Linked DNA regions of Rattus norvegicus: regions 2 and 3 are each linked to region 1. The links are chromatin contacts, called in public Hi-C maps. All regions are on one chromosome and are shown on one strand. Each heading gives the region's core, a stretch centred on a gene start, on an enhancer-like site or on the middle of the called end of the contact. The rest is flanking DNA. Distances are from core to core; before and after follow the strand shown. Region 1 overlaps LOC102546462 (a long non-coding RNA gene). Region 2 has its middle 140 kb from the start of Serp2. Region 3 overlaps LOC102546462 (a long non-coding RNA gene).

What was found. A called contact is a pair of places that touch in the nucleus more often than the background predicts.
Region 2: a Hi-C map of the A7r5 cell line shows a contact between it and region 1, with 3 times the contacts expected there. The contact joins two enhancer-like sites. A contact is called at or near these places in 2 of 12 Hi-C or Micro-C datasets (the A7r5 cell line and Schwann cells).
Region 3: a Hi-C map of liver shows a contact between it and region 1, with 3 times the contacts expected there. The contact joins two enhancer-like sites. A contact is called at or near these places in 3 of 12 Hi-C or Micro-C datasets (kidney and liver).

Annotation. Positions count from the first base shown.
Region 1 is chr15:58,631,241-58,634,131 of GRCr8, forward strand. All of the region lies in intron 4 of LOC102546462 (a long non-coding RNA gene), which reads left to right. Among named protein-coding and RNA genes, the nearest start is that of Lacc1, 180 kb to the right of the region's middle. Within about 2 kb of position 1,366, at least 13 of the 93 cell types and tissues checked have an H3K27ac peak or open chromatin away from gene starts, as enhancers often do. A contact at or near this core is called in the A7r5 cell line, kidney and liver, where this site is marked.
Region 2 is chr15:58,456,254-58,459,144 of GRCr8, forward strand. No RefSeq gene overlaps it. Among named protein-coding and RNA genes, the nearest start is that of Serp2, 140 kb to the left of the region's middle. Within about 2 kb of position 1,463, at least 17 of the 93 cell types and tissues checked have an H3K27ac peak or open chromatin away from gene starts, as enhancers often do. A contact at or near this core is called in the A7r5 cell line, where this site is marked.
Region 3 is chr15:58,475,044-58,477,934 of GRCr8, forward strand. The region is part of intron 1 of LOC102546462 (a long non-coding RNA gene); the gene reads left to right. Among named protein-coding and RNA genes, the nearest start is that of Serp2, 160 kb to the left of the region's middle. Within about 2 kb of position 1,443, at least 7 of the 93 cell types and tissues checked have an H3K27ac peak or open chromatin away from gene starts, as enhancers often do. A contact at or near this core is called in kidney and liver, where this site is marked.

The DNA.
Region 1 (2,891 bases), core at 116-2,615:
TATGATTGACCTAGAAATAAATCATTTATTTTAGGTTTAGGCCTTAAAAATAAAAAGCAAAATCAAAGCTCGATGCTTTGTTTTCATGGTTCTCTTTACGTCAGGAAAGGAGATGAGGGACAGCACTGTGGGCTTTAGTGGGGACGGCAATCCAACACTATTTTCCTTTCTTTGTTGGTAACATTTTCCTAGCTGTATCCACTTCCATTTTATGACTCAATTTACTGTGTTTAAAATTACACCACATTCTTCCTGCAGTGCGTAGGTCAACTATATGTACCATGTATACAGTGGGAAATTCTTCCTCACAGATCTGGAGAATGCTATGGACTTTGTATTTGTGTCCTTGTTGCCATGGTGACTAGAAAAGGGCAAAACCAGGGCCTCAGAAAGTGGAGTGGCTAGGCAAACAGGATATCATGACTCGGTGTGCACCTCAAGTGCCTCAAGAGGTGGATTAAAACGTCTTACAACCGCTGTCATAAAATTCACTTTCCATTTCTCCTCTGTGGGTTATTGCCTGATATACATATTCTCAAAACAATCACTTCACTCAGCTTGGTCCTTCCCCTGCGAGGTACAGCTTGGTGGCCATTTCTCTCTGATGCTAGTCTCTGCAAATCCAGGAGGAAGGCGGTACAGCCACATGTGAAGAAGACACACCGATGAGAATAGCTATAAACCAGGCTATTTCCTTGAAGCCTTTCACTTCAAATCCATTTCCATGAGAATAATAAAGCATTCTCTCTGCTTGTTTAAGAGGTTGCTAAATAAACGTGGGCAACGCGTAACAACACTGAGGTGTTAAACATTTACCAGCTGTGAGCATACAGCCTGTTCTTTATGTTGGGCAATGGTTCCCTGCTCCCCAACTCAATATTTCTTCATATATATACTTTAGCTACCCTTTGCGTTGAACTTAAAGGGCTTGTCCTCAAAAGTAACTTTGGATATGGGTAGAGAATGTCACCCTTGCCAGGCCCAGGACTGTCACAGCAAAGGCGAGAAGAGAACATTTCCTACCCTCATCTTTTCTATTTCTAGTTTCATTCAAACGTGGGCTGCGGGAGAGCCTTCATGCAGCGCTTCCCTGTCCCCTCTGCCCATTGCATAGGACTAACAGTATGTCCAGGTCTTCTAATCCGTGGTTGAACTTTTAACTTCCAGCCTAGTATGTACGTTTTCCACAATCTTGTTGTTTTTCTCAGTGTATTTTCATGTAGACAATATAATGGACATTAAGTCATAGGACTACATTTAAGTGTTTATTTCCTGCTCTTAATATAATTTCATACTAGATACACTAGTGAATCAAAAATATTTTAGCTGCTATCCTGGCCCCTCTTCTGCCATCTGGTGGACAAATGAGGAAGCGGTGGGGATTAAATAAAAGGACGTAGCTTTTTTCTTTATGAAACCCGTAAGTGCTTCTATTAGGAAGTGTTTAGGGGGCGTTATTCATCGAATGGTGCCCACAAAGGCTCACAATCAAACGCCATTCTCTGTGGAATAAACAAATCCAGTCGGTTGCTAGGAAGACTATTATATGTTATGGATTTGGAAGCCTCGTGGCTGGGTTAACAGAACAGTCAGTAAAATGCTCGCCTTGCAAAGAGGCCCCAACTTTAATATCCAGAACCCACTAAAAAGTAAGCTGGCTTAGAAGCCTAGCAGTGTGGAGGAAGAGAGACAAGTGGCTCCCTGGGGCTCAATGACCAGCCAGACTAGCATACTTGGTGTGTTCCAGGCCAGAGAGACACCCTATATATCAACAACAAACCAATAAAAAAAAAAACCCTTATATTCAGTAAAGGGGGATGGTGCCTGGGTAACAACTCTCCAGATTGTCCTCTGGTTCCCACATATAACCCTGCACACACTCTGTCTTTGTGCACCTTAACACGAACACACATAAACATAGAAAAGAGAAAAAGCTTCCAATGTTAGAGCTACAAAGAGGGCTACCTTCACTCATTTTAGTAGGGGTCTAATGACATTACACCCCTGACTACAGATGCTTTCCTAAGCATTACGGGAGGGAGAGAGGGAGGAAGGAGGAAAGGAGGGAAAGAGGGAGGGGAGGAGAGAGAGAGAGAGAGAGAGAGAGAGAGAGAGAGAGAGAGAACAAGAACAAGGGAAGAGAATATTTTATGTTACAAAGAAAAAAATTGAGCACATTAGTATTCCTTAAACCTTCACAAAGTCAGTCTCTCTCTCATATTAGACTTAGGACCTTGGACATGCAAGGTGAGCAGTCTACACCTGTGAAAGATGTTTTTATGAGAAAATTATCCCTGCGTACATCTACATTTTTAATCAAATTTATTATTGCATGATTTGTAATATCCAAATTGTTGCCAGTTTGGGGAAAGTGGTAGCCCTTCTCAAGTGAGCTCGAATAAGCTTGATGAATTTCCCCATGGGTAACCAAACCTGAATTCCTATCTTCCACCCAAACTCATAAAACAGAGACAGCCAGAGTCATCCAGGCAACATCATGCTTGCTAACTATCCCATCTATTCTGCGAGCATTCTGTATGCAGAGTGAGTTTGGCTGAAAACACTACAGGACAAAGGACAGGCTGTGTTAAGAATAACTTGGAGCTCTTGGTTTGGTCCACTGCCACATGCCCTTTGATTTTACAAGGACATTGAAATCTGATGAAGGTACATTGTCAAATTCCAGAATCATTACTCATGGATAGTAAAAAAAATGGTGATATAGCTGGTACACTCCAATGGGGCCCTTGAAATTCTAGCCCTGCTTCCTGACTCCTCCACTTAGCATCCTCTTGGCCATAGCTAGAGTACACATCCAGTCAGAAATAACCTAGGCTTAAAGAGGGGGTGGGAACTCCATGTTTAACATTGCTGATTATAATAATCAATGG
Region 2 (2,891 bases), core at 213-2,712, 170 kb before region 1:
TGTTTACAAACCAACTCTGAGGATGCTCCCACACACAGAAGGCCTCCTGATCTCTATCCCAGAAACCAAGCTGGATCTGGGTCATGCCTACCCTTTAAACTCAGCATCTGAGCAGTTCTGAAGGGAGTAGAAAGTTATGAATACATTAAAGGGAGGGCATGTTCCATGACAGATTTAGGATAAAGGAGTCAAACTGGTCCATGGGAGGTAAATGAACTCTCTAGAATTAAGTGGCACTAAGCAATTAGAAACCGTTCTTCGGTTGGCTTCCAGGGGGACCCAGGAAGTAAGCATAAAACAAATAGCTCGCATCATCAGGGAACTAATTGGTCTGCATCTGAAACCCTCCCTAAAAGTTGCCTTCTTTCTGAATCAATTTAGGACGATTCATCAAAACACCTTCTACAGGTACAAAGGGAAACCACCAGAGGTGATTTTGAATCTTTGGGAACACTTTTCAGAGCAGCACGGCAGTTCTGGATGTCAGCTAAAACTGCCCCCCATCCCCCGTGTGTGTCCTAGTATGGATTTTGCTTTTCCCTCCTAATGTCCCCCTTCACTATCAACCACAATTTTTAGCATCTCTCTATCACTGTGAGAGGCAGGAATGAGCTGTCCCACCTCCTCTCCTCTTCCCCCCCCTCCCTACACACACACACACACACACACACTCAGTATCTCTTCTTGTGAGGTTTAACTGTCTATTTGGGTCACCTCTTAGCTACACTGCCTGCCTTAGTGTTTTGTCTTCCCTACTTATGTGTGGTATTAGAGAAAAGCCGACTATGGTTTGTGATTTTTTTTTTACCATCCTATGGATACTCTGTATGTTCAAATAAGCCCCCTGAAGACAGTCAAGGTTCAATAACGGTAATGAAAATAATTGTTTGGAGTTAGAGTAGGCTTCTGTTACGTGTCTTCAACGTGTAGGATTCTTTCATAAGCAGGTTTCGACAACTCATCTCTTCATTGAGCAAAAGATGAAGTGTGTGAGGGAAAGGTACTAGGATTTCAGGTTTGCTGTGTTCTGATATTTGAATTTCTCAAAATGAATTTTAGTAAGGTCCAATCTATATATAATCTGGTTCTTACACTGTCCCATTTTAAAGCCTGTAATGACAGTAATCGAAAAGAAGTAGTGACTTCAGACCTCACCAGGATTCCCAAGGCCTCACTGACTGTACACTTGGTCCCCCTCTCCTTATTCCTCCTTCACTTTCTCCCCGATACCATGAACTCTTCCCATTCAGGGCCCCATGCTAATTGCTTCCTGTATTAACACTGCCCTCCTCCTGCTCAATAAGGGTGGAGCCTACATCTCTTGGGAACTCCTGTGTTTCTGCATTCTGAGAAGGTGGAAGCTGTGTGCCTCCTCATGCCAGCAAGAGGCACAGAGTTCAATCAAGGGGAGAATTTGGCTCCCAGTGTCTAAATATGCCAAGTCAAGCCTTCTGCATGACTGTGCTTGCAAACCAAAGCTTTCACTGCATATTTTAGACTACCCTGTTTTACTCCCTTCTCTCCTGTTGGCCCATTCAAGAGAAAGTCTGAATTAAGCATCTCCACGAATGTGATCATCTTTAAGTCCCTGGTTTCTCACAGGAAGCTGGGGGGTAAGAAGGAGTGTGAGTGGGGGTTCTCAAGGCAGTGGTCAGAAGACAAAGAAATGTTGGCAGAGCCATGTACTGCTGAAAATGGAGGGGTCCAAATGAAATCAACATTGGGAAAAGGAGGGCAGCTCACCTCACCGGGACGTTAGTATCCTAGGGTGGCACACTCACCCAAGTTCAGAGAGGAGATAAACAACATTTCAAGGGTTCCAGTAAGAAAATGATGACAGCCTTGGAGCACAGCTGCAGTTACTTTCTGGGATTAGGTGGTGTCCGCCTTTGGCCTTGGCTTCCTCCCATCCACTGTGTTATTTGATCTCTGTAGCCTTTCCTCTGCTGGGTTCAAGTACAAGTTTGTCGGCTTCTCATTGCCTAGCAAGTAAACAAACCTCCATCGACAAAGAAAACCCTGGCTGGGTGCAGGGTTTCAAGGCAGGCCTGAGGTGGGGATTTCCCTGTTTGTTATGACAGGAGCCCGCTCTCCCGGTGGAGAGGAACAGGGATGAGGTTGAAAAGCATTGAGTCAGGCCCAGAGAATTTCAATTTCAACATCGCCTCAGCCAGCAGGTGCTTAATCATACTAGTTACCTCCAATGCAAAGGTCACAGCTGAGGTAAATGATTATCTGCTGGCTGCTTCGCTTAGCATATACATCTTTGCTTGGCATGTGAAGAAGGGTCTCACTGCACTGGGCTTTGTTTTCACCGCCTGGGAACCACAGTCAGGGGTAGGTCAGAAGCTGCACTTGATGGCCTTCGAGAACAGCCCAGTCCTGCGGGGGATGGAAGGGTGGGTACAGGCGGCGCAGGGTAACTTGCTGTTCAAGTGTAAGTTGGTGTAACGTGGTGTGATCTTGCCTAAGTCCAAGGCTCCCTGGGTTCTTACTGTACTCAAGGGGAAGGAAGAAAGGGAGGGAGGGAGAGAAGGAGGGAGGACACAGGACAACTAGAAAGACCTTTTTACACCATGCTGATTGCATCGAGGGTCTTCCGGGTACAACTTGCTGTTTCACCCCTCAGAATGACTGACCTAGGAATAACGTGTGCAACCCCCCCCCCCAAGATGTCAGCTTGCTCCCTATAGCTTGGTCAAGAGTCACCCTGAAGAGGAGGCCTTGTAGCCTGTTATCTAAGCTACACAGAAGGCTGAAAGATTACAAATTCAAGAACTTCTTAAAGTTTGATGCTAAACTAGGAAACTTTGTGAAGCCTTGCCTCAAAAAGAAAAAAAAAAGAATCTCAGTGGTTGATTGATTGCTTGTTATATACACGATCCAAGGCT
Region 3 (2,891 bases), core at 193-2,692, 160 kb before region 1:
GACTGAGCATGAGAGAAGATGAGTTTGGAAAAGGACTGGGGAAATGGTGCCAGTGCTAGCCCCTGGCATGCTGGAGGTAATTGATCATGGAGTTTCTCACTGAGGTTTGGGCAGTGGTAACATTTAGCGACTTGCCAGTGCAGAACCTTCCCAGAGGACCCAGAACCCAATCTGCTTAAGGGTCTCAGAAGCCTGAGTTTTGCTACTTTTAAGTCCATGTTTTTCTTTGAGGTTAAACTGAATGGATCAGGGGTGATCAGCGAGCTGCAAGGACTGAGCTGTGCCCTCACTCTAAGTGGACCGACTACAAATGATGGGGAAAAATAGCACACATATTCTCAGTCCAAGCTTCAAACACTTTTGCCTCAGGTCCAGCAAAATGGGAACGTGCAGATATCCAGGACCGTGCTTGTTTCTTTTACCCAGCCCTTCCCCCTCCAGGAAGTGCCCTTTTTGTCACCAAGACCCTCCCTGGAAGACCACATTCCCCTCTTTCACTTCATCCCTTAATGATGAGCTGGCACCAAGAATTCATTGCTTGATGGTGGCCTTAGACATACGAGACATACGAAAGCCGCAGCATACGTTACAGGGATAAAAGTAGACACGTGAATGGTTTTTCTAGGTCATGCCTGGTGGGGTCAGTGGTCTTTTTGCAATGGGAGAGGCTGCCTGCCTGTCCTGAATGGAAGAAGGATTCAGGAAATAGAGCTCACAGGGTGACTGTTGCTGGTGATTTCTCTTCTCCATGCTGGGGCTGGCAGTGGCTACTCAAAGGCATCTGTCCCCTGCTTGGGCCTCTGTGACATATGCCAACACCTTCCGTTTGCTTAGGTAAGAGCACACTCGCTGTCTTTGATGTAAAGGTGAAAGCTTTTGTTTTTCTTGCCCAATTTGAACTGAATCCTTCTGCAGGAGCTCCCTACCCCAGCGCCCATTACAGTATTTCCCTTTCAAAGCATCTAGGGCCTCTCAGCAGCAGCCTCATTGGCAGCAGGCAACAAGAACCAAGGAGACTCAACTCTAACATAGTCTTTGAACTCCCTTCTCCATGGATGCCCTAGCTTCAGCCAGCTTACCCAGCTGTTTGCTTTGCCTAACCCAAGTTGGAGTGCCACCAGTTGGGTCCCAGACTGTTGACCTTGGCTCTGATATGGGATTTTAAAACACAGCTCTTTTGAAATTTCCTTTCATGGATTTGCAGTGATACCCGGTCACAGAATTCTGGCTCAGTGCCTGCCTCGGGTGTGGGAGTTGGATTCAGACAGGGCCATGGAACCTTCCACATCTCTCTTATCTGTTAGGAGAAGGTGGGAGTAACTGAGCTGAAAATGGAAGATCATTAACAAGCTTGCAAAGGCACCGCCAGACATTCCCATGAAGCCCCAGCTTCTGACCTGGCTCTAATGCCACACTATGCAGGGGTTACTTAACTACTAAAAGGTTAAAGGTGCTGACTCATGAATTCAGTGTTTGGCAGGAGACCTCCAGTGCTGCACCACAGCTCCGACTGATGTGGTGTCTAAAAATTAACTGAAGGAAGAGCTTGGGGGTTGTTCCAGAAGAACACCAAAGAATGTAAACCTGGTGGTAGAGACCAGTCCTCTCGGCACTCAGGGCTTAAGAGCACAAACAGTGTGCACTGTGTAGCTTTCAGAGAAGTGTGAACCCGCTAGTGAAGTGTGAACCTGCTAGTGAAGTGTGAGGGATTTGTTGGTGGTGGTTTTTTCTTTTGTTTCCGTTTTGTTTTTGTCTACTTGGGTAAGGTAAGAAAGAGTTGCTGCAGTGTGCCTTCATGACCTGGAGGGGTTTCCCACACTTCAGGTGACGGTGAGATGAAGTTCATGAGCACAAGATCCAGCACCACACCTTTGCACACACATCCCAGTCCTAAGATTTGCACACCCACATCAGTCCTAACATCTCCTGATTAGAGTTATTAGTCTTTCAGGATTTTATATTGTATGGTCACGACCTGGCCAACTCTTTAATGTTTGGTATATGATCAGTTGGCCATTCATTCTCTCACTGAATATTTTCTGATCATATTGGAAGTGCCATACACCATGGCATGAGGCATAGCAGTAACAACACCAACGCTCTTCGCCCAGTCAGAGCCATGCTGTCCAGAGCTCTGGTACATACCATTCCGAAGGATAATATTCAGAAGCTTAGTGAAAGTATAGGGTTTTAGAAAACAGAGTAGAGTGACCAGGCCTGGTTGCGGGAGAAATGTTCCTTGAGACAGTGACTTTGGCATTCATGAAAGAATATTTGGCTGTGCTCTTAGGTAGGGTAACTACCCACTCACGTCAGCTGTGATCCAGCCACTTGCAAGCAGCCTCCAAATTTGGAGGTGCCCATCACGCCAGGGTTCCCGTTAGGGCAGAACTGGATTTAATGAGCTGGGGAAGACACACAGGAGGGGAAGGAGACATTGTGAGCAAAATCAAAACCTCTCTAAATTGAGCAATCTTTGATTTGGTTTTGATTTTGCTCACAATGTCTCCTATGACTTCTGTGAGTTTCTAGAATCCACACCTTTAACTCTGTACTGAGAATGTTACATACACTATTTTCAGAAACATTTCTCTTCTGCCACCCTCTTTGCTTTGCCTAGTTTAAATATCTTATCTAAGAAGACTTCCCTCAATCCCTCAGTGTAGGCCAGCTTAGTTTTCCCTGCCATTAGTGAGTATCTAAGTGGGTGTCTTAGGATTTTACTGTTGTGAACAGACACCGTGACCAAGACAGTTTTTATGAGGACAACATTTAATTGGGGGTGGGTTATAGGTTCAGAGGTTTAGTCGATTATCAAGGCAAGAGTATGGCAGCCTCCAGGCAGGCATGGTGTAGGAGGAGCTAAGAGTTTTACATCTTGCTCCCAAGGT